Linked DNA regions of Sus scrofa: all the other regions are linked to region 2. A link is a contact called in public HiChIP or PLAC-seq data. All regions are on one chromosome and are shown on one strand. The core of a region is the stretch at or near the end of the contact, and the rest is flanking DNA. Distances in the headings are between cores, read along the strand shown.

What was found. HiChIP or PLAC-seq counts read pairs in DNA pulled down with a chosen protein or histone mark.
Region 1: a contact with region 2 is called in an H3K27ac HiChIP or PLAC-seq map of alveolar macrophages. The contact joins the promoter of SMURF1 here to the promoter of ARPC1A in region 2. A contact is called at or near these places in 2 of 5 promoter capture datasets (fetal skeletal muscle and liver), 7 of 47 Hi-C or Micro-C datasets (alveolar macrophages, brain, embryonic fibroblasts and 2 more) and 1 of 2 datasets of contacts at active chromatin or transcription factors (alveolar macrophages).
Region 3: an H3K27ac HiChIP or PLAC-seq map of alveolar macrophages shows a contact between it and region 2. The contact joins the enhancer-like site here to the promoter of ARPC1A in region 2. A contact is called at or near these places in 4 of 5 promoter capture datasets (fetal liver, fetal skeletal muscle and liver), 13 of 47 Hi-C or Micro-C datasets (brain, embryonic fibroblasts, epiblast stem cells and 8 more) and 2 of 2 datasets of contacts at active chromatin or transcription factors (alveolar macrophages and skeletal muscle).

What each region holds. Positions count from the first base shown.
Region 1 is chr3:6,141,044-6,143,975 of Sscrofa11.1, forward strand. SMURF1 (E3 ubiquitin-protein ligase SMURF1) reads right to left here and starts at 1,526. Exons shown (of 18, transcript XM_021086117.1): 1 at 1,153-1,526. The coding sequence starts at 1,207.
Region 2 is chr3:6,300,006-6,303,037 of Sscrofa11.1, forward strand. It overlaps ARPC1A (actin related protein 2/3 complex subunit 1A), which reads left to right and starts at 1,600. Exons shown (of 9, transcript NM_001134355.1): 1 at 1,600-1,663; 2 at 2,964-3,032. The coding sequence starts at 1,600.
Region 3 is chr3:6,045,074-6,047,877 of Sscrofa11.1, forward strand. It overlaps SMURF1 (E3 ubiquitin-protein ligase SMURF1), which reads right to left. Exons shown (of 18, transcript XM_021086117.1): 12 at 1,998-2,112; 13 at 681-859. Among named protein-coding and RNA genes, the nearest start is that of SMURF1, 96 kb to the right of the region's middle. Within about 2 kb of position 1,333, at least 9 of the 83 cell types and tissues checked have an H3K27ac peak or open chromatin away from gene starts, as enhancers often do. A contact at or near this core is called in alveolar macrophages and retroperitoneal adipose tissue, where this site is marked.

The DNA of each region.
Region 1 (2,932 bases), core at 276-2,775, 160 kb before region 2:
GAATCAAGGAGCCTGCGTTCGTGCAGCCGCCGGAGCCTCCAGAGCGTGCGTGAGGGGGGCGGGGGTTGGCGGTGTTTAAGGATGTCGGGGGGTGAGGGGGTGACGGCGAAGTGCAGGGCAGAAAAGGAAGCGGCACAGTCAAGAGGAGACAGTGGCCTGGTTTGAGAGAGAAAGGAAGTGCACCAGACTGAAGAGGTCTGGACCAGAGGGGAAATGAGAACAAGACCAGGAGAAGCTAGGAGATAGGATTGAGGAATTCGAGGCTGAAGGAAAGGGTGGAGGCGCGAGACGGAGGCAAGGGGGCGGGGCTGGGAGATAAGCGAGGGCGGGACTAGGTAGAAAATGAGGGGCGGGGCTTAGGGGGAAAGTGAGGGGGCGGGGCCAGGAGGGGAGAAGCGAGGGGGCAAGTGGGGAGGGGTGGTAAAGAGAGGAAGGCGAGAGAGCTGATGGGGGAGGGGTGAGAAGTCGGTGGGCGGGGTGGTGGGGGGACCAGGAGGGAGAAGCGGGAGGCAAGGCCGGGAGGGGAGAAGCGAGGGGGCAGGTGGGGGTAGAGACTGGGAAGCGACAGAGGGTGGGAAGGAGAGGAGAAGCAGGGGGCGGAACCAAGAGGGAAAAGAGAGGGGGCAGGTGAGGGGAAAGGGAAGAAATTGAGGGGAAGGAGGGAGTTGAGAAGTGGGGGCGGGGCCAGGAGGGGAAAAGCGAGGGGCAAGAAGGAGGAGGGGGAGCGAAAAGAGGATGCAGGGGATGAAAACGGAGGGGGTCCAAAAGCAGAGAAGCTAGGGGGCGGGGCCAGGAGGGGGACGCGAGGGGCCTGGGGGAGAACAGGGAGCGGGAGCGAGAAGGATGGAGGGAGTGAACCGGAGGGGGCCAGGAGGGGAGAAGAGAGGGGGCAGGTGGAGGGGGGAGAGAAGCTAGAGGGCGGATGGGGGGGCGAGAAGCGAGGGGGCGGGGCCGGGGAGCAGCGAGGGGGCGGGGCCGGGAGGGAGATGAGGGGCACTAGCCTAAGAGGGCGACGAGGTCCTGGGACCACGGCCGGCGTGGGGGAGGGCCACTTCCCCAGGGCGCTCTGCGGGAAATTCCGGGGCTGCCGAGGGGCCGTGCGGGGTGCGAGTGGGCGCTGGGGGGGCGGCGGGGCCCTCCCGCCGGCCGTACCTGTCAGACGGATCTTGATGCTGGAGCCGTTCCTGCGCGTTCCGGGGTTCGACATCTCCCGCCAACGATCTGGCAGCCGCGGATCCAGCGCCGCCGCCCCCCGGCCCGGCCCGGCCCGGCCCCGCCGCCGCCGCCTCAAGGTTACGGCTCCGGGCTGGGCGCCGGGGTCCGAGCCGGGACACAAACTCCGCGGCCCAGGCGTCTGGGCTACTGGTGGATGGTCGAGCTGGAGGATCGGCGCTCGACCCTGCGCCCCCGACCCTCGCTCGCTCCTAGCCGAGCCCAGTCCAGAGCCGCTGCTGCCGCCGCCGACACCACCTCTGAGCCGGACGCCCGCCGCCCTCGCCGCTTCCGCCGCCGCCGCCGCCGCCTCCCGGAGCCGCGCGCGCTCCCGCCGCCGGGCCGGCCCGGCCCTGCGCGCCGCCGGGCCGTGCACCCCCGCGCCTGCGTGCGTGCGCGCGCCCGCGGAGCACGGTGGGGCGGGGCGCGCCGCGCGGCTGCGTCTCCCGCCCAGTCTCGGGCGCGCGGGGTCGGGAGCCGGTCTTCCCGCACCTTGCTGATCCCGAGGCGGAGGAGGGAGGAGGTCGGCGCCCCGCGGCTGGGGCGAGCCCCCTGAAGGCCCGCGGAACCCGGTGCAGTGTGTGGAGCCGTGGCGACTGGGAGCGAGCGCACGGCTCGGGGCGGGAGGGACGGCGGGTCCCGCGGGCGGTCGTCCTGGGTCTTCGCCGAGGGAGCCGGTTTGCAGATGCGGACGTTGAGGTCCAGAGAACGGAATCGATTTTCTAGATCTCTCACTCAAGGCCTGGAGCTCCTGAGAGCTGTCGAAGGGGCGCTTACGTGAAACTGTGGCCTGTTACTACACCAAGCACTTTGCACGAACAGGCACGCAGTCCCAGTTTGGTTTTAGCCTCTAGATAACGCAATTTCAAGGCAAGGACTTCTCCCAGAAACAGTCTCCTGGGTGTGTTCTGGGCGACTGGTGCGCTCTGTTGACCCGTAACAAAGTTGCCAGAGTTGCAGGAAGTGCCATCTAGAGACAAGTAAACAGGAGGCGAGATATAGGGATAAAGAGGCAGATAAGATGTTTGTCGTTATCCAACCTGCAAACAGTTGAGCCAGACAAACCGAAAGGCAGTTTTAGGGCCTCTGTTTCTCTGCCTTCTGCTAACACCTCCCCTCCTTCCAGAGCTGCAAGGTAGGACTAAAAGCTCTTGACGCTTTCCCCAGCAAACTCCTCTGCGTGTTAACCTGTTACGGAGAGGAAAAGCTAGGCTTGTTTATCAAACTGTATTGGAGAGGAAAAGCTAGGCTTGTTTATCAAAACTGTATTTGAACGACTACCTAAGTCTCTGAATGCCTTAAGGCTCTGAGCCCTTGCACCCATCCCCTGCAGCCAGGGACCTTGCTTGGGGTCACGGTCTTCTGAATAGAGCTCTCTTCTTAGAGCCCCTGACATGTCCACCTGCTCTGGCTGAGCTCAGGCTGACTCTCCTCTGGGCCAGATGCTAGGCTGCCTTTTCCAGCCTCTATCAGTGACATAAAAGGACAGGCCTAGATCATTGCTATGGCTCTTGCAGCTCAGAATTTCAATGATTCTAGTGATTTCCAAGAAGAGCTATGTTTAAGCAACAGAGCAGTACCTCCAGAATCCAGCTTTGTTTCTCTCTGTAGGCAATTGTCACTGGGTCCTTGGCTCTGAATAACCCATTTCGAGCCTCGAATGCCTGGAATAATCCCATTCTTCTCTCAGTTTCGTCAGTTTTTCTCCCTCTGCTTCTTT
Region 2 (3,032 bases), core at 350-2,849:
AAATAAATAGAGTAATGTAACAAACACCTCCCTACTTTTTGCCTAGATTCACCAGTTGTTAACATATTGCCACATTTGCTCTGTGTATCTCCTTGTCCTAAATGATTGAAAATAGATAACAGAAGACATCATGACACTTCATCCCTAAAGACTTCATCATCTTTATCTCCTAAGAGTTAGAACCATCTCCTTCCTAAGAGCAAACCGCTATCATATTTAAGAAATTGGAGGGAGTTCCCGTCGTGGCGCAGTGGTTAACAAAGCTGACTAGGAACCATGAGGTTGCGGGTTCGATCTCTGCCCTTGCTCAGTGGGTTAACGATCCGGCGTTGCCGTGAGCTGTGGTGTAGGTTGCAGACGCGGCTCGGATCCCAAGTTGCTGTGGCTCTGGCGTAGGCCGGTGGCTATAGCTCCGATTCAACCCCTAGCCTGGGAACCTCCATATGCCGCGGGAGCGGCCCAAGAAATAGCAACAATAACAACAACAACAACAACAACAAAAAAGACAAAAGACAAAAAAGAAAAAAAAAAAGAAATTGGAAATAATTCCATATTGTTATGTGATAGGTACTCCAAATTAAAATGTTTCCTATTTTACAAAATACATCTTTTACAGCTGTTTAAAAAATAATAGCTTTACAGTCACGTTTCATTTATCGAATTTGGTTTTCATAGCTCTTTAATCTGGAACACACACACACACACCTCCCCCACATTCTGGTTTTAAGTTTCCCTTTTAACTAATTCCACTCCCCTTTATTTCCTATAAACTAGAAATTAGGTCCAGATCTTGATTGGACTTAGTAGATATGTTTGGCATAAATTCTTCATAGGTAGGTTGGCTATATTACCAGGTTTCTCCAGGATAGTCCTGCGGCCTGTTTTCACAGCATAATTACTAATAATGCCCCATTTTGCTCTCTTAAAAGTAGTCTGGTCTGGTTAATAAATTAAGTGTTCACTATTTATAAGTAATGATGTGCACTTCAGGTTGCCTCCCATCAGGAGGCCCCAACAGATTTATATCGTTCCACTACTAATGATACAAAGATTGATTTCTTGGTTGAGATGGTAACTGCCAGATTCGTTTCGTTTTTGTTGTTGTTTGTTTTTTTGTAAAGGCATGTTTTTCTCTTAAGTCAGCGATCTGTGGGATGATCATTTGAGACTGTATGAATATCTTCTACCCCAACAGTCTTTTTTTTTTTTTTTTTTGGCTGCACACAGAACATGTGGAAGTTCCAGGGGCCAGGGATCAAACCTACATCATGGCAGTGACCCAAGCACAGCAGCAACAATGCTGGACCCTTAACCCACTGAGCCACCAGGAAACTCCCCAGCAGTCTTTAACTCAAGGTTTTAGAGTCCTCTGATGACCCTTACCAGAATAATTACACATTAGTGGTTACAATGCTAATTGTATTTAAATGATTAAGTTTTGACATTGAGATTGATTCTTTTTTGGTGGAAGAATAATGTTTTATTTAACCCCAAACATTTCAGGATCCCCAGACAACTTAAATATGGGTTGCCTACCATTTTAAATGCTTTTTTCTGTTGCTCATTGCAGCTTTCTGTCCTTTGAAAACACTGAGAATAATGTCCCTGCATCAGTTTTTACTAGAGCCAATCACCTGTCATGCCTGGAACAGGGATCGTACCCGTAAGTATGCTATTAACTTTGCTCCTTTATTTTGATGCCTTTGATGCTTTTAGATGTAAGCATCTTTAGGGAATCGTATTTCAGTGTCATATGTGAACAGGACATATATAGATTCAGTAGGAAACCGGGTCAGTCCTTTGGTTTATAAATAGAGACGTCAAGGCTTAGAGTGATAGAAGGACTTTCTAGTGGTTACACCCAAGTTCATGTCAGAGCCATTGTTAGCACTCAGGCCTTCTGGCTCCTCGTCCACTTACTTCTCTACAGTACCACCTGAAGGATGGTTGATATTAGAGACATCTTTCATTGCCCTAATAACTCAGTGTCTGGCATAGTTGTGCAGTAACACCCATCCAGCATTTAGTCAGAATACTCAGACCTAGAAATAAGCCATTACAGAGGCTGTGGTTTACATACAGACATACTGAGAGCCGTATCATCTCGTACTTACTATGTTATTCACAATAAGCTTGAGTTTCCAGGTTTTTGGCTCCAGCAAACTTAAAGGGGATGAAGACTTAGAAGTAGGCCAATATAGCAAGCAAAGTGCAGGTAATATGACTAGGAGAAGGGGGAAAAATCTAAAAACGAACAAATAAATGTCAGAGATTTATTCTCTATCTAAAATAACAGCTTTTGGAGTTCCCGCTGTGGCGCCGCAGAAACAAATCCGACTAGGAACCATGAGGTTGCGAGTTTGATCCCTGGCCTCGCTCAGTGGGTCAAGGATCCAGCATTGCCATGAGCTGTGGTGTAGGTTGAAGACGCGGCTCGGATCCCATGTTGCTGTGGCCCTGGCACAGGCCGGCGGCTGCAACTCTGATTCAGCCCCTATCCTGGGAACCTCCATATGCTGAGGGTGTGGCCCTAAAAAGCAAAAAAAAAAAAAAAAAAGGAAATTTTTAAATAAAAATAAAATAAAGCATGGGGTATAAGTAGAGGTAAAAATAATAAAGGAATTCTTCGGGATGAATATTGGGAACTCCCCCCCCCTTTTTTTTTTAAATTTTGGCTGCACCCACAGCATGTGGAAGTCCAGGCCAGGGATTGAACCTGAGCCACAGCCACATCAACACCAGATCCGTAACTGACTGCGCTGGGCCGGGGATCAAACCTGAGCCTCTACAGAGACACACCCACTGTAGTGGGGAGATAATTAGCCCACCGCACCACAGCAGGAGCTTATGGAACTGTTTTCCAAAACCACTTTCCTATCCCCTCCTTCAGTCTGTTTTTAAAATGCCAGCTGTAATGTGCCTTTTTTGGTGACAATTTCAAGTTCATTCACTTTTTTCTCCAGAGATTGCCCTTAGCCCCAATAATCATGAAGTCCACATATATAAGAAGAATGGGAGCCAGTGGGTGAAAG
Region 3 (2,804 bases), core at 83-2,582, 260 kb before region 2:
AGGGCCGGAGCCGCCTCGGACCGTAGAACGGGCTCCGTAACCCGCTGTGTTTGCTCGAAATGCAGACGCAGAGGATTTGCACAGGGTGAAGCCCAGACCCCGCCACCGCCGAGCCTGCAAGCTGGGACACGCAGAAGGAGGCGGCTGGACGCCCGCGGCGACAGGGGCCTCAGCGGGTCCCCTTGTGCCAGAGCCTGGGCCCCGTGCTCCTGTGACGTCGGCTCCTTCACGAGGACCCACGACAGCTCCAGGGCCCCGGGCACTGGGCCTGGTCCTTTTAAAAGAGTTTTAGGACCATCCTAAAGCAAAAGCGACTCAATGTGAGTGGGGATTTATTTTAACATGTCCTTGGCCCCTCCAGAGATGAAGTGGAGATCCCTCGAGGGTCACGGGCCAAGCAGCCGGCCGGCCCGGGGTTAACAGGCGGATCGAAACCGCCTAATCCGAGGAAACAGCAGAAACACTTGCCGGTGAGGAGAAATCAGCCCAACGCTACGAGGAGTCAGTACTTCCGTGAAGTCTGCTTTTACGTTCCTGGTGGTTGGCTTCTCCTCTCCAGTTTCACGCCCAGCCCCAAAGTACATGCACGCGTGTGGGCACACACACAGAAAACAAGTGTATCCGGCACCCCCGAGACGGCCGCCGCCGCCGGAGTGGCAGCAAACCGCTTCAGTACTTACAGAATCCACACTAAGCTCTTGTGCAGTTCTGGGTCCACCGACTCCAGGTCCGAAAGCTGGATGGGTTTCCCCAGCAGCTGCTTGTAGAAGGGAACCGTGAAGCCCCCGTTGATGTAGTGCCCGTGGAACACAGCCAGACCCATGATGCGGCCCACAAAGTGGAAGTAAGACAGATGGTCCTGCAGGGGGCAGCAGAGAACAGCCACGCGTCGGAAAGTGACAGCGAGGTGGCCGGCTGGCTGGCTTCGCGGGAGAAAGTCCCGCGGGCAGCAGAGCAATTTCTTATGCCCTTAATTCAGACGCCTTCTCCGAAGAGCTACCTAACGGGGGGCAACCCAGGGCCAGATGAGAACGTACAAAGGACAATGCGAACATGGTGACGGCAGAGGAGGAAGCCACATGCGGGCAGGGCCTGGTGCTCGCGCAGGCCACACCCCAGCAAGCCACCGGCGTCTCCCTCCCAGGCAACCCTCTCCTTCCTCTGCCGTCCCTCCCCCGTCCCACAGAAAAAGGGGAAGAGAAAAAACCCAAAGAGGGAGTGACAGGGAAGGGACACAGGAAACGGGGAACAAGGGAAGTAAGAGAACCATTCGACCGCCAGCGCCACTCTGCTCTGTGACTAGGTAACCTCCTCTTTCTCGCTTCGGGTGGGAATGCCGTCAGCACACTGGTCAGCGTGCGCGTTGTGAAAGGTCCTGTCACAGGTGGATGCTGGCAGGGGCCGTGTGTCTGGCCAGGGCTGGTCACTTAGTCTCGGTGCTTCTTTCCTCATCTGCACCCACAGGAGCTGAGTGTGTCTCAGCACCGCGGACCAAAACGGCCGCTCACGGGAGTTCCTGCAGTGGGGCAGTGGGGGCTCAAAGTCCAAATGCAGCAGCGTGGGTGGCTGCTGAGGCTCGAGTTCAATCCCTGGCCTGGGGACTGCCTCGGAACAGACCTTTAAAAAAGGCCAATTATGGAAAACGTCTAATTTTGATTGGGAGGATGGACTCCATAACCCACTTCTCAGAATGACACCGTCAACAAATACAGCCGTCAGCCAGAGTTCCCTCAAACGGAGTCAAGTGCTGAGGTCTAGGGGCTGCTCAGTCTCACTCTCGTTCTCCTTGAAACGACAAACTCTGCCCCGGACCATGGGAAATACGGGGTTGAAACCATCCATGCCGGTCCAGCTCTCCCTCTGCCTGCTGATGCTCTATTTACCAGAGACTTTGAGTAAGGCTACAATGAGTAAGCCAAGAATGGAGATTGAAACTGAAAATCCATTTAAGAAATCCTCCAACTAAGTGTCCTACCTCTTCATTCCTTAATACTCACAGGGTTGATGGAAGAATCGGGGTTGATCTGCAGCATGTAGATGTTGTCGGTAGAATACTGGAAGAGGCCGTAGTACGGATTCAGCATTTCATGGCACAACAGGTACAGCCACTCCCTGCAGACAACAGCAACACCACAAATGACACCTTGCTAGTTTGAGATCTTAGCGAAACGAATGAGCCACAAGGCCCTAGAACACCCAGCTTGGCGAGGCTCCCTGGCGCCCAGAGAATGGGATTTCTAGAGATTGGGCACCTAAGTCTAATGAAGGAAAAAACTGCTTCTGGGGCTGTGAGAAATGGCTTTTCTGGTCGAAACTCCAGCAACTCTGAAGTTCAGAGACAACCGTGGTTGCCCAGGATCAGACCAGCTTATAGGCGCAGCGCTCCCTGCAGTCTGTGGGCCTTCTTACACCTCAGCTAAGGTGCCCTCTGCTACTTTGTGAAGGTCAAAGTCTCAGTGAGGATATTAATGATGTGGTCGTAACCAACAAAAGTGCAATGATTCTACTTTTATTTGAAAAAGTGTGTGCACATACACACACAACAGAAAAAATATATACACAGAGCATAAAAAAAGCTAGGGATTTACACAAACATGCTGACAGTAGCTAACTTGAGAATTAGCATTCTAGGCATTGCCATTTTTTTCTTCTTTCTCTAGTTTTTAAATTTCTGATCGTAACATGTTATTAATGTTTAAGTAAAGAGAAAACATTTCCAAAGCTAGGGAGGCAGGGGTTATTTAACAACGACTGTTGCCCTCACAATTTTCTGTCCTGTTGAATGCTTTCTCTTTTTTTTTTTT